Regions from separate parts of the Mus musculus genome. Here all the other regions are linked to region 3. A link is a contact called in public ChIA-PET and promoter capture Hi-C data. All regions are on one chromosome and are shown on one strand. The core of a region is the stretch at or near the end of the contact, and the rest is flanking DNA. Distances in the headings are between cores, read along the strand shown.

Region 1 (3,333 bases), core at 174-2,673, 780 kb before region 3:
CCTGAGTTAGGGTGGTACTGAGCCAAATGACATGTGCCGGGACCTGAACTCAGGTTTTCTGGAAAAGCAGTAAGAACTCTTCAATGCTGAGCCCCTTTTACAGTTATTTCTGGTTACTGTCTTTTCAAAATTTCTAAGTGTGACAAAAATTAGGTCTGTATGTAGTAGCATTAATCCTGCCATCTAAATTGTGTCTCCAAATCTGCCAAGTCAGTCACTTCTGGCCTGGTGTTTACCAAGCAATGGGCAGGGATAACAGAATGCCTCGACTGCCCAAATTATTTTGGTCAAAATTAAGGTAGAATATTTGAGTAACGGGGTTAATCTGGTTCTAGATTTCTGGATTAGTCCAGATATTAATTTCACTGAGGTTAGTTTAACAGACTTTTTGAAACTGAAAAGTTAACCCTTGAAGCCCAGTGACAAGTCCAAAGAAGGTGAGAAAGAAAATGCAAAATGGAGGTTGAGCGCTGAGCAAAGGACCAAGTCCACAGGTATCAACCTCGGGTGGGGGATGGTGTGTGTGACCTCGGGGGGGGGGGCGGTGTGTGTGTGTCCTGGACGAAAATGCAATATTTAGTTAAGGAAAGGGTTAGCTGGAATTGCTAGCAAAAGACCAGGATGACCCCAAAGCACCAAATACAGCTGTGGGAGTCCCTAAAGGTCTCCTATGGCAAAGGTCATAGGAGCTTGGGAGGAGCGAAAAACAGCGAAAAGAGATAGACAAGAAAAAGAGAAAGCTGAGAGACAGGGCCTACTCTTCTGTTAGTGAAGCATAGGGGGCTGGTGGAGTTTTTCTCAGCTGAGGGAGGAGAAGACATCTAGGCCCGGGAGATGTCACCACGGGATGCGGGGGCTGTCACAGGTCTGAGGTACAAGAGCCGTGGGGGTAAACCAGGAGGATGGAATCTCTCAGTGTTCGAGAGAGACCTGTCACTGTCCAAGGGAGTGGCACCAGGGGATGTCAATGTCCTGGGGGATGGGGAAATAGGAAACCCCGGGGTTGAGCGGTTGTCAGGATTCTAGGGATGGGGCGCCGCGCGGCGTCTCCCGCTCTAGGATTCCAGCCCTAGTCTCTTCCCGGAGACGCCTGGCGGGTCACTGGAAGGCGTTGCTCCCCGCCCTTGCTGCAATCGCGCCCAAGGCACCCCCGCCCGGTTGTCTACTCCCTCCCGGGTCTGAAGGCTGAGGCCACTCCCCGGTGCGGGCAGTTTTCCACCCAGCACCGTGCAGGGCAAGGCAGGCTACCACAGCACCCTCGTCGCCTGATAAGGACCTCTAAGTCAAGCCTCCCAGCTCACCTGGAGTCAGCAGCCCCCACAAGGCCGGCCTGGCCACTCTCGGATCCCAAGATGTCCGCCCGCCCCCAGCTCGCCTGTCTGCTGCCTCGGCTTTCACTGCAGTGCTCCCGCCCCACCCCGCCCCGATCGCAGCTGCGCCTGCGCGCTCGCCTCCAGCGGCGACTACAAGTCCCGTCAGTCCCCGCAGCTTTCAAGCTGACACATCTGAGCGCCCTAGGCTCAACAAAACTACAACTACCGACAGCCTTCAAGACAGAGAAGACGTCAGCTTTAGTGCGCCTTGCAAGCAACACGTGTCGTGATACACTCCAACCATTGTTTGCTTCACTGAGAATCACGGGAAGTGTAGTCTCTGCGACCCTTCCTGTTCCTAGTTAAGTGGGGTAGCTTTAAGAGACCAAAGCTATTTGTCGAAACCAATTGTAAATTTTGAATTACTATAGTCTTTTATTGTCTCCAGATTTCGAAGACTGGCTACTTTACAAACACAACTTGGCATAAGCTTGTTACTGCTGAATTTACTGTTTTTTTTTTTTTTTAAACACCACGTTTGATTCTCCCAAACGTGTGTGTGTGTGTTTTTATATATATATATAAAATTTATTTGTATGTATTTTATATATATTCTAGGATTGGACTGATCCCTTTCTCAGGGATAATTATCCAAACAGAAAAGCTGGGAAGGAAGACAGCTAAACGTTAATGTTTTCCTCAGCTAAATCTGTGACTGTGGTGTGATGGTGACGTATGCCGTTAATTCCAGAGTTCTGGAGGCAGAGGCAAGAGCATCTCTGTGAGTTTGAGGCCATCCTGGTCTAAATAGAGAGTTTCAAGACAGCCCAGGCTACATAAGAGACCCCTTTTGCCCTCTACTCCAGTTTAGTTGGGCATGGGATTTTAAAATCCCATTTCTCCTTTAATCCCAGCACTTGGGAGGCAGAGGCAGGAGAATTTCTGACTTCGAGGCCAGCCTGGTCTACAAAGTGAGTTCCAGGACAGCCAGGGCTACAGAAAAACCCTGTCTCGAAAAAAAAAAAAATCCCATTTCTCAACTGTGCAGTGGTGGCACATGCTTTTAATCTCAGCACTGGGGCGGGGGGGGGGGGGGGGGTAGAGGCAGGCAGCACTCTGAGTTCAAGGTCAGCCTGGTCTACAGATCAAGTTCCAGGACAGCCAGGGCTACAAAGAGAAACCCTGTCTCATAAAAACAAAAAAGGAGAGAAAAGATTTCCTATGATATCCAAACTGAGAGAATGAGGAAGAGCCAACCTGGACACAAACAGCTGTCTGATTATTGCCAAATCAGGAAAATTTGGTTTTTCTCTCAGGAGACAGAGACATCCTGCTGCCTAAACAGGCCAGAGACTTCTATGGCAGAAAGGAAGTGGGTGGGTGCTTAAATCTGGTTGCTAACCCTACTATTCCTAGCAATCTCCTTCTAAGTAGCGAAAACCCAAAAACTTCTAACTCCTGAACTATCATTCAAGGCTTCATATCTATCTTTGCAAAGGTTTTCTCTTCCCAATATACCCTAAAAGTTTGCTGGTTTAGAGTAAATTAATAATAATAATAATAATAATAATAATAATAATAATAATAATAGCTACCATTTATTGAGCACCTACTCTATTGTGTGCCAGGCACTGTGCTAGGCACTTTTCGTACAATATCTAATTCCTCACAACAACCCTGTGAGGTAGGTATTATTATCATCATTTTACATATGGGAGGACTGAGGCTCCAGAGAGGTTAAATAACTCTTTTACACAACCAAAAATGAGAGCTGGAATTCAAGCCCAAACCAACTTGACTCCAAATCCCATGCTCTGTAAATTAAGAAAGGGAGAGGAACAGCTGAACTTCAGAGTGTCAAGAGTAGAAGGGTGTGTGATGCTGACTAATACCATGTAGGTGTAGCTTGTAACGAAGGTCACCAGGACAGGAATTCAAGAGGAATAATGCTTGACTATTATGGACATGCCTGTGGAGATGTCCAGTGGGTAATAAAAACAGGTCTAAAGAGAGGGGAAGC
Region 2 (2,958 bases), core at 221-2,720, 540 kb before region 3:
GGAGTGAGAAGAGGGGTGGAGATATATATGACGGACACAGGCTGGCCCACACTGGTTCTGGTTTCAGTTGGCTCAGTCCATCCATCTTTATGTTGGCCCATTTGGCCTACACTGACTTTGAAAACATGGACAATAAGAAACAATTGTGTATTTAATCTGTGAATGAAAACATAGAGTCACACAAAGTGGGTATCCCTTAACAACCAAACTCCTCTGCATCCCATATCTAGAAGCTACAAACAATGACTGGGGTCCCTTAAGCATCTCCACTGGTGCTGCTACCCACAGTTATGCAGTGTGTTCTGACTCTTTCTGAATAAGGGTCGCTCCCCATGTTCTTCATTCTCGAAGCCTGGAAACACTCAGCCCAGACCTTTACCACCAGTAACAGAAGAGTTTCTAAGGGACCCCCACCCCCACCCATTCTCCTTTTCCCTCTTGAAATAAATGAGATGACAGAGTAGTCCTGGAGGTGCTTCTGATAGACTCCAATCTAATAATATAAACCAAGGGCCATAAAATTGCAGAGGGAGTTAAAAAGTCTCTTTTACTATAAGTGAGGTTTGTTGTGAGTTCTAGAAAATTGCGGATTTATAGTTAGGAAAGGAAACATGCCATGCTTAGGCATTACACATGATTCCCTGCTACTGTAACATTCTTATTTGAAACATTCCTGTAGAAAGGGAACATTGTTCTCAAAGCAAATGTTAATTGTGCTGGGATACTTGACTCTCAGTTGTCTAGAGATCAACCAGACTCAGGTGTAGGAGACCCTCTCCCTTCCCTTGCTTCTTCAACTGAAACACTTGGGGCTCTGTCTTTGGCTATCAAACTTCAGTAATGGAACCACCCCAGAAATCTCATGCTGGAAGGAAAAAGCCTGAGTTTCTGGGGGCAGCCAGTAACTACAGAAGGATTTGCAACTTGTCAAGGGGGCAGGCTTGGAGAAGGAGGCTGGATCAGGGGTCGGGGGTGACGGGTGAAGGGTGATTGGTGAGGGGACACAATTTCCTTATACTGCACACTTCTTGCCTTCCATTTAAACCTTATCTTTATGTTAGACCTGGAAGATGAACGTGGGGAGTCATTGAATTTCATCCTCTCAGTGTGGTCCCATTTAATAAATCGTTTTCTGCTTTTCACAATCAGACAGATGTCCAAGCCTGGCGAGTTAAGGTTGCCACTGTACAGGGCCATTTCCCTTTTCTGAGACTATAAAGCACAGTGAAACGGTGTCTTGTGGTTAAATGTGATAACCTGAGGGTGTCTGATAACACAGCGTTACTCAAAGCCTCAAGTTTTCCCCAGTCACTCTCACCAGAAACTTCCAAGGTGGCGCTGGTCTGAGAAGAGGAAGACCGGAACTGAACGGCCTCCAGGTGGCGCTCTAGACCACTCCTCCGCGCTGTGTGGCTTTTTTTTTTTTTTTTTTTTCTTCGCCCCGGAAGTGATTTCTAGGCCGGGGTTAGAGAGGTCGGGCCATGGTGGGGCAGAGGTTGGGAAGATGGCGTTGCAAGGTTGGGTACAGCGAGGCTGGCGCTGCGGTCCGGCGTGGGCGCCTCCCTTGGGTGGCGGCTACCGGGAGCTCTCTGCGACCCAGGCCCCGCGGCTGCTTGGACGCAGGTAATGGCCGCCGCTTCCAGCTCCCCCGGCTTCCCATGAGCTGGGGTTGCGCGCATCCTCGGGGGATAGGTAGCCGTGTGGGGCTCCCGCTTTCCATTGTTTACGAGGTCTTTGCTAAAGCTGACTCCTCCCTGCCTAGCTTTTCCTTGGTCCTCCTTTCCCTACTGGCTTCTGGGTGCCGAGCCGCGAGAGGTGTCTGGCCGAGCCCGGCCCGGTTCTCCGGACCCGCGGTCTTTCCTAGTAGTTCCGAGGGATGTGATGGAAAGGGGAACTTCTGAGCGTTAATTGCATGTCCGGCTCATATTCTTGAAAGGGCTGTACTGCTGTAGGAAGCACGTGGCCTTTCCGGCCGGCCGGATCTTACATGAAGTGTAATAGAAGAGAAATTCCATAGCAGTTGAATTAATACTGACGTTGAAACTTAGTCCGAAGATGTCAACTTTGCAACTTCTACCTAATTGATGGTACCATACACACCAAGGGGCCTGAGGTCTTTATAAACGTGTGAGCTAGCCAGAGATGAGATTGAGCCTGGCGAAGGCACCACCTGATCTTAAAATTCACCCGAGGTGGGCACAGGTCTGTAATCTCAACTCTCAGTAGTCTGAATCAGGAGGATGGCGAGTTGGAGCCAAGCTGGGAAAGGCTGAATTATAAATAAATAAACAGCACCTGGACTATATGTAGATTCATTTCCCAGGTGCCACCCAAAATCAGAATCTTGGAAAGTGGCGAAAGCGGAAGAACCTGCTCCTCAAGTGAAGCTTATTAACATCTGTGGAAAAGTTGCATATGGTGTAGCTTACTGGCTAACGTTTAAAATCAGGCATTGCTTTTAAACAGCTTGGTGTGGTCAGACTTGCTTGTAAGCAGGGTTAGGCGTTCAAGGCTAGGCTGGGCAGCAGAAGACTGGAAAAAAGAAAGGAAGAAAAAAGTCTTAAACAGGTGGAACTGGGGAGGTGCCTTGGAGGTAACAAGATTTCTGTGATCCTGTTGATTTGCTGTGATAGTTTCGGGAAAAGGCAGCAAAAGAAGTGGACACTTCATCTCTGAGGAACCTCATTGGTAGGGTGCTTGTCTCTAGTAACACCACAAAACTTGTCAAAAGAGTTTAGCCTACCTATCATGGTGGCTCAGGCTAGTAATCCCGGCACTTGGGAGGTGGATTAGGAGTAGGAGCCAGACTGTCAGGCCACCATGGATTACTTGAGGTCCTGTCTAACCCTCCCCTCAGTACATGTGGTATTAAAATTTATATGGAAACTTGGAAACTGACATTCTTAATCTTGTGGTTATGGGAGAATGCATTAGATGAGAATGTGGGTGAACCTGAAG
Region 3 (3,216 bases), core at 314-2,813:
TTTTAATGAATGTACTTTCACCAGAAAGTTAGCCTAAAAATTAGCTCTACCACCACTGACTACCTTGTGATGGCATCTGTGTCCCTGTAACATGACCCATAACCTAAGAAAACCATTACTGCTGTAAAGAATGTGAATCAAAAGCTGTTACTTTTATCTACGGGTATCTGAACAATCACTTTACTAGTATATTAAAGAAAATGGGAGTAAACAGGAGATTCTCATTAGAAAGATCTTTTCCCAATTTCTCCTACCCGCCTGCTTTCCCGTTTTCTTTTCTTTTTTCTTTTCCAGCTAGCAGCTATTCCAAAGAGCCGGTCAGCTCCCTCACGTGCAAGCTACCCTAGGCGGTCAGCCCGAATTCAATCCAGCATTGATAAATCTCAGGACCCAGACTGAAGATGCGCCAAGGCTGGACCTGGCTTCGCGACACCACAGCCACCTCTCCCCATTGGCATTCCGGGTAAATCCGGTGCTCTGGACCCCGCGGGTCGGATCGTACCTGCGGCACAAAAGCGGCAGCTAGGCCTAGGGTGGTCGCCGCCCAGCGCTCGCGCCCACCAGGCCGCAGTGAACAAAGGCGCTCGCCGAGGGAACTCTCCCTTCTTCGCTGCACCTCCGGACCGGGAAGCCCCGGCTCGCAACGAAGAGCCGTCTGTCTTCCTGACCATTCCACCCTGATGCCCCCGGGCCGCCCGTGTGGACTACCCTCTGCACCCCTTCCCGCCTCCCGGTCGGGTCCGGGCTAGAGGAGGGGAAGCTAGAGGTGGGGCGGGTCCCGGGACTCTCAGCTAGCAGCCTCGGGGAGAACCTCAGAGCCGGCACAAAGCTAGCCCAGCCAGAGACTTAGACTCTGCAGGGGCTTCGAGAGTGCCCGGTCTAAAGCAGACTGCGAAGCCACGCTCCCCGACAGAGGGACCTTGGCTCACAGTAGGATGCAGCGGGCACTTTGGGTGGGCAGTGACTGACCTTTCATCCAGGAGCGGCGTTGGTTAAGACTGGAGACCCATTCATCCAAACCACGTTTCAGTTAGTCATTTCCGAGCTGAAGGTTTTGAGTGGACAGCGGTTCTCCCATCGTCTCGTAGTTTCCTAGCAAACCCTAAGAGCCCGCCGGTCTTCTGTCAGGACACTTAGGACTTGAGCTCCTGGGAGCCTAAGTAACAAAGAAAGGAAACGCACATTTATTTGAAGCGAAGACTGCACGCCTTATGACTGCACAGCAACAGTTCGTTTTAAAAGCAGACCCTTCCCCTGTGTTCAGCCTCCCCATTGATTTACATTCCAACCCAGGGAATTTCAAGCATTGTAAAACTCACCGAGGAACCCAAGTCCTTAAATGTCCCAGAGGTCCGCTGTCCTCCTAGAAGCCCTGGGGGAAAAGTCTCAAGAACAAAAGTTGCAAACTAAATTTCGGTTGTAAGCGAGGAAGCTAGGGCAGGGCTCCAAGAGAGACCCCGCTGGAGCCGGCTAGAGCCGGCTGAGAGGGGCGGGCCTGATTAAGGGTCTTGGCTCACTCAGGCTGGGGCGCAGCCGCAGGAGCCTCCAGCTGCTTATTTGGTCACTCCACTCCAGGCTTCCTCGGGAATGCTCAGCCCCGCCCCTCCCCTACCCCGGTCTGTGAAGGTGACGTGCCCCGCCCTAAAGTGCTATCTGTGAGGACTCCAGGAAGCGATTGCCTCACTTGTTTGCTAATAACTAAACTATAGATTCAGAAGACCAAATGTGCACCTGAGCCCAAAGGAAAGTTCTTGTTCGGCCTGTAACCAGACATTATCAGGATAGTGTAGACATCAGCTGAAGGAGCAAGTAAATAAATCTTTTTTTTTTTTTTTTTTTGTAGCTAATTGCTTGCTTAAAAAAATGCTGTTCTAGACTTTTCCTTATAGAAGCATTCAATAGAGCTCCTATTTTGAGCAGTTTTGTAGTTATACATACTGAAAACAGGACAAGAAAAAAAATCCAAAAATGTCAAGTCCAAATATGGGTTTGTAATTGTAAAAGTCAGTAAGTTCAAAGTAGTTGCTGAATCAGTTTAAAACACACTTGTTATTTCAAACTCTAGTTTTAGGAGATTTTGCAACTGCATTTTAAAAGCCCTTCAGCGTATTTCCAATCCTGAAATTCTTTTCATGTGTTACTCACACAAGGCATGGTTCGCTGTTAACTCACCTGTCCAGAAGACCACAAGCAGAAATACTAATGTAATGGGACTCCTAATGGAGTCTGACAGTGATCTATAAAGAGGAGCATTCATTGTTCCTACAGGGTTAATCACCCCCCAATTATCTTCTTAAATCCTGACTAATCCTTTATATGGTCCTCCCTAAAACACATGTGTATTTTGTATTCACATACATATATTCAAGTGGGACTTTGTTCCTTTTCGGTCATTTGGAACTAGTTACATGTGTCAGTTTATATAGGTAGGCACATGGGAAATATGAACTGATGAGAAAATATACACACACACACACACACACACACACACACACCCCTTTCCAACCTCTATACAAATAGACATGTGGACTAATGATTTTAAAAGTAAACCCATATGGTATCATATGCCTGTAATCTCAGCACTCAGAATGATTTTCATGAGTTCAAAGGCAGCCTTGATCACATAGTGAGTATCAGGTTAGCCTAGGGATACATATAATACTGCTGCTGCTGCTGCTGCTGCTACTACTACTACTACTACTACTACTACTACTACTACTACTACTAAAAATCCAGAGTAGAAAAATTAGTGAGCTGTAGAGTTGGGGTGGGAGGGGTAATGGTTAAAGAACCTGAGGCTAAGAGATGAGGAAGGGCAAAGAGGCCCAGAATGACCTCTCTGGGCCCAGACAGATATATGTATGTATGACAGGCCCATGATGTATGATGTTACACACACACACACACACACACACACACACACACACACGCACACACAGACACAGACACAGACACACACACCAGGGGACAGGCAAAGGAGGTCCTCCCATTCATCTAGAAGGATTCCCTAGACCATCCAGATCCTCATCCACAGTACCATAGAGAAATGTATGATTTCATTGCCAGTGATTGCATGAAGCTTGTGAGATGGTCTGGGAGTAAAATTAGATCATAACAACAGGAGGAAAGAGGTCAGTGTATTCTATCCACAGCAGTTGCTTGTGAGCGTAGCACCCTAGAATACCATGCAAATATCTTTGAATCATACTGTTAGGA
Region 4 (3,309 bases), core at 435-2,934, 740 kb before region 3:
CCTTTAATTTTGGTCCCTGGGACCTCAAGGCAAAGGAAGCTGCAGCAGTTTACCTCGGGACACGTGACGAGAACACTAAACCTCACAGGAGCTCAGAACAGATTCAGTGTTCTCCTCCTCACATCAACTCTATCCTGGAAGAACTGAAAAAAGACGGAGAATCCTGGAAAGGAAAAATTATGAAGCCTTACTGTAAGTGTTCTTTGATCTGAGCAGCTTTCCAGCAGCAAAAGACAAATGTTTCCTGTACACCCGTGGCAGTCAGGAACTCCAGAGTATAGTCAATTAGCGCAACGTTGGCCAGGGGCAAGAGGACCTATAGGGCAGGAAAGAAAAAGTCTGAGATCTTCAAGTCAGGATTATACTTTGGTATACTTTGGTTTGCAGACACTATAATCGACTTTATCCTTTTATTCTAAAGCAAACAGGCTCTAAGGGTCAGTCTAAGGCTCTGGAATTTGAGCCTAGTAGGCATGGTATCAGACACAAACATGTTCTAGGAGCCCAGTGCTGGCATTAAGGACAAATGTTGGCCCTAAGTCATAGCTCTAGAACTCTAAGCACTAAGGTCTTCTTCATAGAATTTCCTTCTATTGTTCTATTGCCACTAAGAGTCACAGAAATCATTCAAACACTTGTCAAAAATGAACAGTCGTTAGCCTTAGGAATTCTTTTTTTTTTTTTTTTTTTTTTGTGGTTTTTTGAGACAGGGTTTCTCTGTATAGTCCTGGCTGTCCTGGACCTCACTTTGTAGACCAGGCTGGCCTCGAACTCAGAAATCCGCCTGCCTCTGCCTCCCGAGTGCTGGGATTAAAGGCGTGCGCCACCACGCCCGGCTATTAGGAATTCTTAAGTCAAAGGCAAATCCCTATTTGAATGAACTATGGATTGCTGAGCGACCCAGTAGTCTGCAAGCGCAATGCCTATTTCCTATGTCTAGGTAATTCCTAGACTGATGGCAACCCACTGGGGTCCCCTTTCAGCAGATGGGAGGAAAACAGCCTGCTGAGAGCTAGCCTTTTTTCCTTTAGGAATATATTACCATTGCCTTTATCTAAAGCAATTTCTTTAAATTGCCCATGTCCTGCAAGGTTAAAGACAGTGGAGGCCCCTCTTGTGCTACTAAATCCCCCGGGGAAGCCTTCTTTCAAGCATTGATTCTACACACAGCCCTCTCCATCCTTCCCAAGGCTGGGTGTATAGCCCTGCGAGAATCCATGTGTGCTAGTTACTCATCTGATCGGACAGCCTCCGAGGTTTCAGTCGGTCTCTCCACCTTTTCCTAACCAGATAAGCTCAACTTGAGGGTAACTTCCAGAGCACGCTTCACTAACCAGCTGCAGTGGCAACCTGCGGCCCCGCTACCCTCGAGGCCGGCAGACTGCTCGCGAGCCGGGTGCTCACCCGAGGCTGGTCCTTGGAGATGGGGAAGAAGCGGCGGTTGAAGCTATCGGCCACTAGAACTGCCTGGAGGGGCGGCGGCGGCTCCTCCTCCGCACCTTGGGTTCCCCCGCCGCCCGAGCCGCCGCCGCCGCGTTTGCTCGCTCGGCCGGCCGCAGCGCCAGGCACCGCCGCAGTGGCTGCCATCTTGCTTCGCAGCCAGCACGTCCGCCGGGAAGTCACACGGCACGCAGTAGGGGACAAAAAGGACTCACAGTCAAAACGCGAAGGTGTAGTTGCAGGGAGAGAAAGAGGAAGGAATGCGCATGTGTGTACCAGCAGACCCCACCCACCCCGTGCAAGACCAGGGCGTGGCTGACCGCAGTAGGTGCTACTGGGAGGTGTATGCACCCCAGAGGGGTGAGATCCCACCGTTGTCTACTTAGTCAGTGAGTGCTGTTGGATTGGACAAGCTAAGAAGGCAGCGAGCTGGATAGGCTTGTGATCGCTGGGCAGGAGCCTACAGCTCCTCTGCCCAGAGTAGGATAAAATTTGTAGTTCTCAGGGATTGGAGAGATCACTCAACAGTTAAGAGCACTTACTGCTCTTGCAGAGGATCCACGTTCTGCGCCTGGCGCTCACGTGGTAGCAAGCAACTATTCACAATTGCAATTCCAGGGTGTCCGACACACTTTCGACCGGGCACTGGATGCCTGTGGAAAACACTCATCCACATAAATCTAAATATAAAATGAAGCTCCCCACTTGCAGTCTAGTAATCTAAGGGGATCTGGCATCTTTGGGAGGGAAACCACGATCTGCACAAATACTGGACATGGAGGCAGGCTGTAGATTTTTACTGAACACACACCTATTATGGGTGCTCCCTCCCCCCTTGCCAGAAATACGACCTAGAGCGACAGGCATTTCTTAAACCCTCAAATCGGAACCAAGGGAGCACGCCCAACTAGTGAGTGGAAAAACTGCTGCTGGAGCTCATCTGACTCCCATGGTTCTGAAAGAGTAGTAAACTCAGTGCTCCAAGGTATGCTAATCATAAAACAGATAGCGACATTCCTCCACCCACCGGCTTCCTGGGTTCAAAGAGTGTTAATTCAAAGAAAGTCACCCTGACCCACTCTGACCATTGCTGGAACCTGCAATGCAAATGTGCTATCGTTAGGGGCTCTTAGAAACTGTCTTGAGAGTTAACAATTACCAGGTATTCCTTGTGACACCTGTGACTCTGTACTTCCTTGTGACTCTTAACTGGTATTTTTGGTATTTTCCAACAACGCCCTTCCCACCTCCTTGAGTTGTGGTTCCTTCCTTTAAATACCCCCTTATCCAGCTACTCGGGGCGCCACAGTCCTCTACCCCTGCGTGGTGTATGACCGTGGGCCCGAGAGCGCTCTTGAATAAAAATCCTCTTGCAATTTGCAGCAAGACCGTTTCTCGTTGGTGATTTTGGGGTGTCGCCTCTCCTGAGTCAGAACGTGGGGGAGTCCTCACGTTGTGGGTCTTTCAGTTCCACAAGCGTTATCCCAGATGAGGCTGGATCTAAGAGCAGGAGTAAACTGGGTAGGACTGGGGCGTAGTAGCAAGCTTTTCAGGCTAGACTGAAGTGGAGCAGCAGGTTTTGGTAAAAGAAGCCGTGGCCGCAGTTTATAAATCAAGCTTAAGGCGGAGGAAGCAATGGCACGCAGGCTGGGCGTAATTCTGTCAAGCCAAAAATTCCAGTAAGTAATCTGCCCAATCAGCAACAGAACCTCTGCTAATCCCACAGCCCGCAAGTTTCGGCAACTCCCTCTGTTGCTTCCACCCACCTCCCCGCAGATGTTCTCCGGTGGAGTGGTGAGCCTATGTTTCTAGTGTATCGCTACTCGTTAGCTTCCTTGTGGAACCCAGAAACCTGTCATTTCTTCCTTC
Region 5 (3,091 bases), core at 519-3,018, 910 kb before region 3:
ACTCTACGAACTTCACAGAGGGTCAGCCACCCTAAGTAACTAACAGCACGTAAGAACTCAGAGCAACTGTCAAGGAATGGAGGGGCAAGTATACAGTGTCCATAGTTCCCATACTAGCCCCAAACCAGCAGCTCATTTTCCCAGTTCCCACCCAAGCCTACTCAAGCCACAGTCCCTCACCTGGCGGGGCTGAGAAGGCGTGTTCATTTGTGTCGCTTGAGGCGTGCTAAACACCACCGGTGCAGTCTGCCCCGGGGGAAACGCTGGCTGAAGGGGAGAGACCAGAGTTCAGCAAGAGGGGAAGCCTGGGTGGGGCTTAAACCCAAGCTGGTGAAGTATGGGGAGCAGACCTGTAGTAACAGCCTCAGCAGTCCACATGTTCCCTCCCTGTGACAGCCCCAGGGACAGCCAGGGGCCCTATCTCAATTTGGCAGCAGGCAGCTGCACTTTGCCCTGACACAGATGGGGGTGGGAAAACTGGGAGCTGCGTGACCTCCACCCCGCCGGAGTCCTGATCATTTAGCCTTGATTACCTGTGGGAGTCCAGGGGACCTGGCGGGTGGGGGGCCTGTGGGCTGGGGAGCTTTGTTCATTTCATTTGGTGCCACATTAGGGTCCCCCCAGCACCTGTTGGAAAGAGCAGAGCTCGGAACGAGGAAAGGACCCAAGCTTATGGCAAACGGGCTGGGGGAAAGGTTGTATCAAGAGCTAGGGCCAACACGGATTAAGGGAGGTGCCAAGTGAATGCAGAAACAGAAAACATACAGCCTGAGGACCCCACCAGCACACTGCAACACCCTGACCCCACCCTTGCCTGCTCAAACAGCCCCCTCACTCACCCCCTCGGTTAAGAATAAGTCCACAGTGCGGCCTACAGGTTCTGGGCATCCGAAGGCCTGGGGTTGGGAGGTGAGGGGTATCAACCTGGCTCCACGGGGCCCAAGACCAACCAGACCGGAAATTCCAGGTCTTGCTGGCACCAGGCTCCCGGATCACAAATGAAGCCGGCTGCTCCGGCCGTGATATCCCCACCCCCCACCCGGGGACACCGGGTTCGAAGCCTGCCGCGGGGCACTCGCGCGGGGCCGGAGAGGCCTGAGGCCGCCCGGGAACACAAGCCAGGAAGGGCGCGAGTCCGGCCGCACCAGCAGGGCGGGCGGCGACCGCCGCGAAAGCCGGCTCGGGGCAGGCGAGGGTCGGCCGCCGGGCGGGGCTGGGGGCTCCTCCCTGCCCGCCGCCGCCGCCTCCCAGCTCTGCGCAACGCGGCCAGTGCCAAAGAACAACGTGTCACTTCCCGGCGGCCGCCCGGGCCCCGCAGGGGGAGGGGGTGGCGGGTTTGCGCCGCACAGCCTGCGCCGGGCCGCGGCCCAGGCCGGGCGGAGGTGACTGTCTCGCCGCCACCCCAGCGCCCTCCCCGCCCGGGCCCTGCTCCCCACCCCCACCCGGGCCCGGCCCGGCACACGTGGGCCGGGGATCGGCCTGGCGAGTAGGGCCTGGGCGCAGGCTCGGAGCCGGGGCGCCGGGGCGTCGGCGCAGGGTGGCGGGCCCCGGCCCGGATGGCGGCGGATGCGGGGGGAGGGGTGGGGGGCCGGGTCGGGCCCGGACATGGCGGCTTTACCTTCAGTCTCCTTCAGTCCGCGCGGCCGAGCCCCACGCAGCCGCACAGACGTAGTCCACAACCATTTCCGGCTCCCCGCACAGATCCCGCTCGGCGGCCACCGCTTCTCCGCAGGCGCAGCCAGCGCCCCACGTGACCGGCGCAGAGGGCGGAGCTGCGCTGGCGCCGGGGAAGCACATGGGATTTGCTCCGCCCCATCACGTGACACCCACTGCCCGCCCCCGTGTCCCCTCCCGAACTTTGGAACTCCCAGGCCGACCCCCTCTGAGGCTCTGGCGGTTCTTTAGTTCATTCATACTTTGCGCAAGCATTTATTGAGCGCGTGAGTGCTAAGTGAAGTGCCGGCCTGGAGCTCAGAGTGCGGAATCTAAAAAGCAGTCCTGCCCTAGTAAGTGTAGTGTGCAAATTATGCAGCCTCTGAAAATGCTATAGATTTGATCTTTGATAGACCTATTAACAAAGGAAATTCAATATTGCACCAAAGAAACTGCCGCAATCTAAAGAAGCAATTTTACTTTTGTTTTTTTAAAAAAATCAGTTGCTCCTAGGGAAACGCAAAAGTCAACATGAAAACTTTGGAATAATGGAAAAAGGAATCCCAAAGCTGTACGTGTGCTGACTGGCTAAGGCAGGGAATCAGTTACCATAAGCTTTAAAGTAGGGAAATGTCACCAGGCAGTGGCGAGCCACGCCTTTAATCTCAGCATTCCAGAAAGATAGGCAGGTAGATCTCTGAGTTCAAGGCCAGCCTGATCTACAAAGCAAGCTCCAGGACGGCCAGAGTTACAGAGAGACCACATCTTGAAGATTTCTGAGATGGTTCAATGGTTGGCGCACTGGTTGCTCTTTATTGCCTGCTCTTCAAGAGGATCTGGGTTTACTTCCCATAACCCATAAGGCAGTTCATGTCTGTGTGTAACTCTGATTCGTTAGAATTCTGCCCTCTTTTGCCCTCTAAAGGCACCACATATGCATGTAGTGCACAGACATATGAAAACAAAACATTCATACACGTAAATATTTAAATTTTAAAAATAGGAAAATTTGAACTGGGTGGTGGTAGTCCACACCTTTAATCCTAGTACTCCAGGGGCATAGGCAGGAGAATCTCTGTGAATTAAGGGCTAGACTAGTGTAGAGAGCTAATTCAGGACAGCTAGGGTTACACAGAGAAACCCTGTCTCGAAAAACAAAAAAAATAGCCAGGCTGTGGTGGTGCACGCCTTTAATCCCATCACTTGGGAGGTAGAGGCAGGTGGATTTCTGAGTTTGAGGCTAGCCTGGTCTACAGAGTGAGTTCCAGGAGAGCCAGGGCTACAGAAAAACCCTGTCTGGAAAAACCAAAAAAAAAAAAAAAGAGTTGTACTCTATTGAACTGAGCATTTGAGCATTTAGTTAGGTAGCAGAGCCTTTCCCACTGGCCTTTCTCCCTCTCACATGCTACCTCCTAGCATGCATTATATCACAGAATTG
Region 6 (3,272 bases), core at 545-3,044, 830 kb before region 3:
GGATTTGATTCTGGAGCTAGTCCGTTCATAGGTTCACCGGAACTCATGTGTGTAGTCTAAGAGGCAAGGGACTGAGGAGGAGATAGCCTGCCTCAACCTAAAGAGACTATGGCTACCTGAACAGTAGAGGTCTTTGGTACCCTGTAAGCTACTTTGTGCCTATTGTGTCTGCCTGGCTGCGAAGGACAGACTCAGCCTGGGCCACATTCTTTCAGTACCAGGTTCAGGTTAGATGCCCAGTCCATGACTGCTGGATAAAGGGGTAACCAATGGATGGAAAATAAAATCAGCGTCTGGAAGAAGAAAGGAGGCTGGCGATGTTAGCGGAGGCACGAGGGTGCAAGAACCTGAGCTGGCATTCGAGGGCGCGGGCTCGGGCTCGGGCTCGGAGCTTACCCTGTGCGCAGCGGCGGGGTGTAGAGGTCCCTAGTCCCGGGCCCAGAGCGCGACAGCAGGCGGCCTGTGATCGGCGCCGGCTATGCAACTGGAAGGAGACGCGCCGTCCGGCCGCCTCGGCCTCGAAGCCAGATACCACCTCCGCCTCAGCCAGAGGGTACACGAACACGCCTGCGAGCAGGAACAGGCAGACCTGCTCTCGAACCCCACCTGGCATTTGCTACCTCCCCGCGCCCGCACCAGGTCTCACCTTCCACCGGCTGGGGCTGTGGGTTGTGGTAGGTAAGCCGGGCACGCAGGCTGAGGCAGGGTCCCTTGGCATAGGCCCGGACGCAGGAGTCGGTGAGCGGCAGCGGCGTCCAGCTGGTGGGGCAGTACAGGCCAGGCATGGTGCCCACCCTGCGTGAACAGGGGCTGGATGAGGGGCACCTCGCTCCAGCGTCATGAAAACTAGCTATGCCACCTGACCCTATCGGGTACCTGGGGACCTGGGGATGAAAGCTTGCAGAGGGAGCAAGGCTGAGTCGGGAGACCCCCCCACCCCCACCCCCACCCCCAAGCCGCAGCGTCCAAGCAGACAGGTGGCGGGGCAGATAACAAGAGGGGTGTGTGTGTGTGCAAGGATGGAAAGATGGGCATCCTCGCCCGTTACCTGGGTAGCAGGAGCAGGGAACAGCTCTCCGCAATGGGGGAATGGAGGGTTAATGGTTAACCCTCCAGTCCAGGCGTCCTCCAGTCCCGCTGCGGGTTGCGAGCCGGGGGCTTGGGGGGTGGTGCCCACAGCTGTTCCTGCACCTTCTCGGGGCCTCACCACCGCCCCCGTACCTGCCCCCTGCCTCCTGGCTCTCCACGGTTGCCAGCTGTCGGAAGTGGTGCTTCTGGAGAGATGGAAGATACTCTGGGTGGAAAGCAAAGGTTTAAAGGGCCAGCATTGCCCTAGGCGCCCCTAGCTCACAAGGGTCCCCAGGGACAGGGTGAGGTCGGGAGCTGAAAAGGCTGCAGTCTTTATCTCTCCTTGCCTTTCGTGACTGGAGTACTGAGAGAGGCTGTAGACCGTCTTGAAAGGTTGCAGTAGGAAGAACTAGAAAGGGACGGGAAAATGCGTCTCGGGAAGTCAGATGTGCAGAGGTGTCGCGGCAGCGGGAGTCCATGTCATCTGATCTAGAGCGGCTCTCCCCGCCCAGGCTGGCCTGAGACTAGGTAGCCACAGGGGATGCTACAGGGTGGGTCTTGGGATCGCCCCCTCCCTTTGGGCAGCCCAAGCCTCACCGTCACTTCTTGGTGGAGTTGTGGGGCGTCGCGACCAGACAAGAGTGGGTGATGCTTCCTCTGATGTCCAGACTGCCCCTTGTTCCTGCACCTGCGCGATCCACCTCGGAACTACCACTGAGATCCTGTGAGTCGGGAGAGGGGCGCCAGCCGGGCTGCTGGCTGGTAGTCCCGCCCGGGTTCCAAGAGGCCGCCCCTCCAGCCCGCCTCTGCCCCGCCCGCCACTGCGGAGGGGGCTGCGGCTCAGTTCCTTCGGGCACCGCACCGCCTCCGCGCGTCAGCTCAGGCCGGCAGAGCCAGGCAAGAGACCGCAGTGCAGAGAGCCAGTACCCCAGCCACTGCACGACCCCCACCAACGGCACAGTGAAGCTGAGCGCCCCCTCTCCATCCTTCTGGAGGTAAGGAGTTTCGTGAGCAAAACAGGGCGGCCGAGTCTGCAAACACATCCCCCCCTCTTCCCAACACTGCAGTGGCCCACCCACCACCACCCCGCCCTGGGTGGACTCCCGCTCACTGCAGTGACCCTCCCTCATCACCGCATCGGAAACCATTTAGGCCTCGCCCCCCACAAGAAGCAAATAGGTTATTGCAGAAACCTCCCCTTTCGCGGCATGTGCCTTCGTTTGTGTGCTCACCAAAGCGGTTGCCCTCAATCCAGTCTCCCCATCACTGCAGCGGCGTTCCCACCCGGAAGCACCCTGGGCTCCTTCACTGCAGTGTTGTTATACCCTTCCTTTTCTGGGAGTGGGGAGGATGCGCAGGACGGCTTCCTTGCACGAGGGCCTCCAGAGTAAAGCCTTCTAGCTTTCCCAAGGGTGCGGGGCTGCTCCTGTCACAGCAGTGGTCCCCGCCTCCCATTCGTCAGCCTAGCACCTAAGGTGGGGGCATTCTTGCTCAGAAAAACAGGCTCCTTGAAATTGGCAGGATTTTCGCGTGTTTCTCACTGCAAAACATTAGGAAGATCTGTAAAATCTCCTCTAGGATCTTGAGGGAAGAGTCTGGGAACCCCGGGAAGTGAGCGAAGGTAAGTATATTTGGGGTCACCCTTACAAGCACTCCTAAAGATGCCCTATTCCAATTCTGCAAAAAGAAGTTAAGGAGTGCTGTAGGTGGGAGCAGTCAGAACTGTGAGATTGAGGTAAGAGAGTTTTTGTTTGTTTTACATATAGACACCCAATAACTCACACCATTTGTTAAAATTACTATTTGGAGCCATGCAGTGGTGGTGCAGGAGAACTACACAGAGTTGGAAAAAAGCAAAACAAACAAATACAAACACACACACACACACACACACACACATACACACACACAATTAGGGATGGCTCAGTGGGTAAGGGTAAAAAGCACTTTGCTGACAAACCTGATAACCAGAGTTTAATTCCTGGGATCCACGTGGTGGAAAGAGAGTATTGACTCTCACAGGTACACGTGTGCTTTGCCTACATGAATGCACATAAATGACATGCACACCTGCTGAAAGACACCAGAAGAGGACAGCAGATGCCTTGGAACTGGAATTTGGGTGGTTGTAAGTTACAATGGAGGTGCTGGGAACCCTGGTTCTTTGCAAGAACAAGTGACTTTAATCTCTTAGCCATCTGCCA
Region 7 (3,091 bases), core at 441-2,940, 670 kb before region 3:
CTTTGTATAGTTAGCTACAGCAAGCACGTCCCGCACTGGTGAATGAGCCTTTATGGTTTTTGCTTTTATAAGCTTCTCCTGCACCAATGTAAGAAGTTATTTGGAATAAGACTTCCATTTTGAGTAGGGGTTTAATAGTTTTAAATTCCTAAGAACTCTTTGGGGTTTGACATCCTACATGGCAGAAAAAGATATGGACATGGGTAACTGATATCCTGGTTGGCAAGTTAAGGCATGGATGTTAGGCAATGCAAGTTGATCCCCCAACCAATGGGAACAGGATACGTGTACAACAAAGACCTGCTCCAGAGGAAGTCCTTATCCCTAAATCCTGATTGGTGGAAGAACTTGACACAGATGTTTGTGGATTTCAGACTTAAAAAGCTCTGTAGATTCTGGCTCGAGGTTGCAGTCAGCTCCTGAGTCTGGTCTTTGACCCTGATCAGTCAGTCCCAGGACATACGCTCCATAAACTATCCCTGTCTGCCTGAGATCAGTGTTTGGTGGTTTGTCTGGCGACTCCTTGACCCCAACAATATATATCTTAATTTTAAAATAGTGAAACATAATCAGCTTTTTGTTATTATGACAATATGACAAATACCGGAGAAAACATGAACTTAAAGGAGAAAATACTTATTTTGGCTCAGGTTTTTATCCATGGTGAACTGGTTTTGTTAGTGTGTGCTCGGCACAAGGCTGAACATCATGACAGGAAGGGGTAACACACATCTCTCAAAGGTATACTTCCAGGGACCAACTTCCTTTAACAAGCCTCCAAGTCCTCATATTCTACTAGCTTCTAATAGTGACATGGAACAATCAGTCAATATTAAACCGTTCATTAACTCAGAGTCTTCATGATCCAACTTCCTGAAAGCCCAGCTCTGAACACTGCCTATCTTCCTGAGCTTTCTGTGTGTCAAATATACATCCTGTCAATAAGTCCAGCTTTATGACATTAGTGTTCACAGTAGCTAACTAGGTAGTTGTATGATGGACAATCCAGTTTACTTTCTTTTTAAATCCCTTAAATGGGTAACCATAAACAAGCCCCGGGTAGTTTAAAGGTTGGGAGGCATGCAATAGAGTAGTCTTTATATTATGATACTAAAATAGATAAAATAGAAAAAATAAAACGACTAATGCCTCGGGAGCTTTACATTTATTTATAAAAATAGATTGATTAGTTAGTATATCATTTTGACATCCCTTGTCACTTTGGAAATTGCGATTCTGGCATTTCACTACTTAGAAGTCAAGAAGCTGAGATAGATGGGTAAGAGAAAAGATCCAAAGGTACCATTCATGCAGAACGTGGAGGACTCATGCACCCATTAAGTGACACCACAGCTAAGAGTTGGGGCTGGACAGAAGCAGGCTATGATGACCTTCACGATGTTTTCTGGCACGTGGAACCGCCGCATAGATTTGGAAGTTCCTGACTTTGAACCTCTGGCTGTCAGAGAATACAGCGCCACCGGCTACCCCGACCCGCCTGCCCAGCCCCCGTGACTAAGGCAGAGAAGGTTCCAGACTGGGCATCAGAAACCGGGGAAGGATGGGGCAGCACGAGATGCGCGCGGGTACTGTGAGCAGCCTGCACCCCATCCCGGGCACCAGCGGTGCTTCTGGGAAACGTAGTCTTTTGCGGTGTGCGGCGCTGGGGGCTGCCGGATGAGGGACTACGATTCCCTTCGGTCTTGCGCAAGCTTTGTGCATCGCGCTTGCGCGTTGTGGGGGACTATGCCGCTATAAAGGCTTGTTTTGCTCAGGGTCCGATGTTCGCGAGCGTGCCCGGGCTGTTTGCTCTCGTGTGGGGAGGCTGGGGTGCAGGTAGGTGACGGTTCACGCCTTTTTCATGCAGTGTCGGAGGCTGTCACGGGCTCACTTCTTTGGGCTCTCCAAGGCGGGGTGGGCGGTGGGAAGCCTCGGACGGGAGAAACGGGGCCTGTCTCGTTCCGATCTCGCGCGGTCCCCGGCTTGTTGGCGACCTCGCGGGCTGTGCGGAGGTCTAGATGTTAGAAGGCAGGAGGGGAGGTTTGATGGGTGGTCACGGCCGGCTCCACTCTCCGCGCGGCCACCAGGGGGAGCTGCGTTCGCTGTGGGTGGGTCGTGGAGCCTGTGCTCGCAGGCCCGGGGCTGGCATGGGAACGCCCTAGGGCCGGGTGGCGGAGCTGTCCAGAGAGAAGCCCCAACCTCCCTCCGGGACTGGAGGCTGTCAGCCACTTACTACGTAAGTCATTATCTATGTTTTGTTTTGTTTTTTGTTTGTTTGTTTTGCTACTGGTATGTGGAGGTACGTGGCATCAGCACACACAGCGAAGCCGAGGTAGAGATGGGAGCCTAGATCTTCTGTCACCAGTGTCCTTTTCGGTGCTGACACGCAAAGGAGCTAGTGGCTTTGTGTTTATAACACCTGGATTTGGTGTTTTCGTACAGATGTGGGAGTCTCGATGCAGGTGGGCACAGGAATGACCGGGGAAGTCTTGAGTTCCGAAGGGAGAAATGGATGGGTTTTACTGGGGTCTCTGGAGTAAGTGACAGGTGAGGGAGCTTGGAGGCACAGGTGGGCCCTGGGGGAGAGGTGGGGGGGGCGTGATAAGTGGTTCAGCTTCCTTGTAGCTTCCAGTAGCTTCCAGTAGCTGCAGGGCCTGAAGGAGCTTCCTGAGGCGCCTAAAACCTGAGAGATGTTGCGATAACAGAACTTGGAAACACCAACCTGGTTAGTTACAGTTCTCCAGGCCTACACAATGCCCCTCCCCCCTGCAGAATCGTCACATCCACCCCTCTTCACTGGAAAGAGAATTTTAGAGCAAAACCAGGTGGCCCCCAACCCTGTCAGTTTTGAGTCGGGGTACTAATGTGAGAGTCCCCACTTTGTTTATTCTTCTTTCTCCCTTTATAGTGCTGGCTTAAACCAAAATATGCCAGGTTTTCCTAGTCCTGATACACACACCCTTTCCTTTGGATTTGGCAGGGCTGGGGACTGGAAAGAACCTCTGGCCTACATGCTTTTATCACTGAGCCTAAGTTAGCATTAGTTTTATAAAAAGACTTTACATTAGCTGCAAGGGAGTTGTCTAGAAAA

Evidence for each region. Promoter capture Hi-C pulls out the DNA fragments that hold promoters and counts their contacts. ChIA-PET counts read pairs in DNA pulled down with a chosen protein or histone mark.
Region 1: a contact with region 3 is called in an RNA polymerase II ChIA-PET map of memory CD8 T cells, with 6 read pairs. The contact joins the promoter of Ap2m1 here to the promoter of B3gnt5 in region 3. A contact is called at or near these places in 2 of 39 promoter capture datasets (the HPC-7 cell line and pre-B cells) and 1 of 115 datasets of contacts at active chromatin or transcription factors (memory CD8 T cells).
Region 2: a promoter capture Hi-C map of embryonic stem cells shows a contact between it and region 3, with 5 times the contacts expected there. The contact joins the promoter of Parl here to the promoter of B3gnt5 in region 3. A contact is called at or near these places in 10 of 39 promoter capture datasets (the SN4741 cell line, cranial neural crest, embryonic stem cells and 6 more), 2 of 484 Hi-C or Micro-C datasets (CD4 T cells and embryonic stem cells), 2 of 115 datasets of contacts at active chromatin or transcription factors (embryonic stem cells and stem cell-derived neural progenitor cells) and 1 of 9 other capture datasets (macrophages).
Region 4: a contact with region 3 is called in a promoter capture Hi-C map of pre-B cells, with 5 times the contacts expected there. The contact joins the promoter of Eif2b5 here to the promoter of B3gnt5 in region 3. A contact is called at or near these places in 2 of 39 promoter capture datasets (pre-B cells and stem cell-derived epiblast-like cells), 2 of 115 datasets of contacts at active chromatin or transcription factors (the 230-238 cell line and embryonic stem cells) and 1 of 9 other capture datasets (embryonic stem cells).
Region 5: a contact with region 3 is called in a promoter capture Hi-C map of pre-B cells, with 3 times the contacts expected there. The contact joins the promoter of Eif4g1 here to the promoter of B3gnt5 in region 3. A contact is called at or near these places in 2 of 39 promoter capture datasets (maxillary cranial neural crest and pre-B cells).
Region 6: a contact with region 3 is called in a promoter capture Hi-C map of liver, with 2.3 times the contacts expected there. The contact joins the promoter of Vwa5b2 here to the promoter of B3gnt5 in region 3.
Region 7: a contact with region 3 is called in a promoter capture Hi-C map of pre-B cells. The contact joins the promoter of Abcc5 here to the promoter of B3gnt5 in region 3. A contact is called at or near these places in 2 of 39 promoter capture datasets (pre-B cells and second pharyngeal arch cranial neural crest) and 1 of 115 datasets of contacts at active chromatin or transcription factors (embryonic stem cells).

Annotation. Positions count from the first base shown.
Region 1 is chr16:20,533,570-20,536,902 of GRCm38.p6, reverse strand. Ap2m1 (adaptor-related protein complex 2, mu 1 subunit) reads right to left here and starts at 1,423. Exons shown (of 12, transcript NM_009679.3): 1 at 1,302-1,423. Dvl3 (dishevelled segment polarity protein 3) reads right to left here. Exons shown (of 15, transcript NM_007889.3): 15 at 2,890-3,333.
Region 2 is chr16:20,300,874-20,303,831 of GRCm38.p6, reverse strand. It overlaps Parl (presenilin associated, rhomboid-like), which reads left to right and starts at 1,470. Exons shown (of 10, transcript NM_001005767.4): 1 at 1,470-1,623. The coding sequence starts at 1,505.
Region 3 is chr16:19,758,581-19,761,796 of GRCm38.p6, reverse strand. B3gnt5 (UDP-GlcNAc:betaGal beta-1,3-N-acetylglucosaminyltransferase 5) reads right to left here and starts at 1,563. Exons shown (of 4, transcript NM_054052.3): 1 at 1,320-1,563; 2 at 970-1,156.
Region 4 is chr16:20,497,192-20,500,500 of GRCm38.p6, reverse strand. Eif2b5 (eukaryotic translation initiation factor 2B, subunit 5 epsilon) reads right to left here and starts at 1,684. Exons shown (of 16, transcript NM_172265.2): 1 at 1,405-1,684; 2 at 192-316. The coding sequence starts at 1,587.
Region 5 is chr16:20,671,404-20,674,494 of GRCm38.p6, reverse strand. Eif4g1 (eukaryotic translation initiation factor 4, gamma 1) reads right to left here and starts at 1,768. Exons shown (of 33, transcript NM_145941.3): 1 at 1,619-1,768; 2 at 534-627; 3 at 181-267. The coding sequence starts at 593.
Region 6 is chr16:20,588,675-20,591,946 of GRCm38.p6, reverse strand. Vwa5b2 (von Willebrand factor A domain containing 5B2) reads right to left here and starts at 1,794. Exons shown (of 20, transcript NM_001384105.1): 1 at 1,049-1,794; 2 at 647-795; 3 at 397-567. The coding sequence starts at 785. It overlaps Gm35685 (predicted gene, 35685), which reads left to right and starts at 1,345. Exons shown (of 3, transcript NR_168482.1): 1 at 1,345-2,063; 2 at 2,647-2,689.
Region 7 is chr16:20,424,993-20,428,083 of GRCm38.p6, reverse strand. Abcc5 (ATP-binding cassette, sub-family C (CFTR/MRP), member 5) reads left to right here and starts at 1,690. Exons shown (of 30, transcript NM_013790.2): 1 at 1,690-1,836.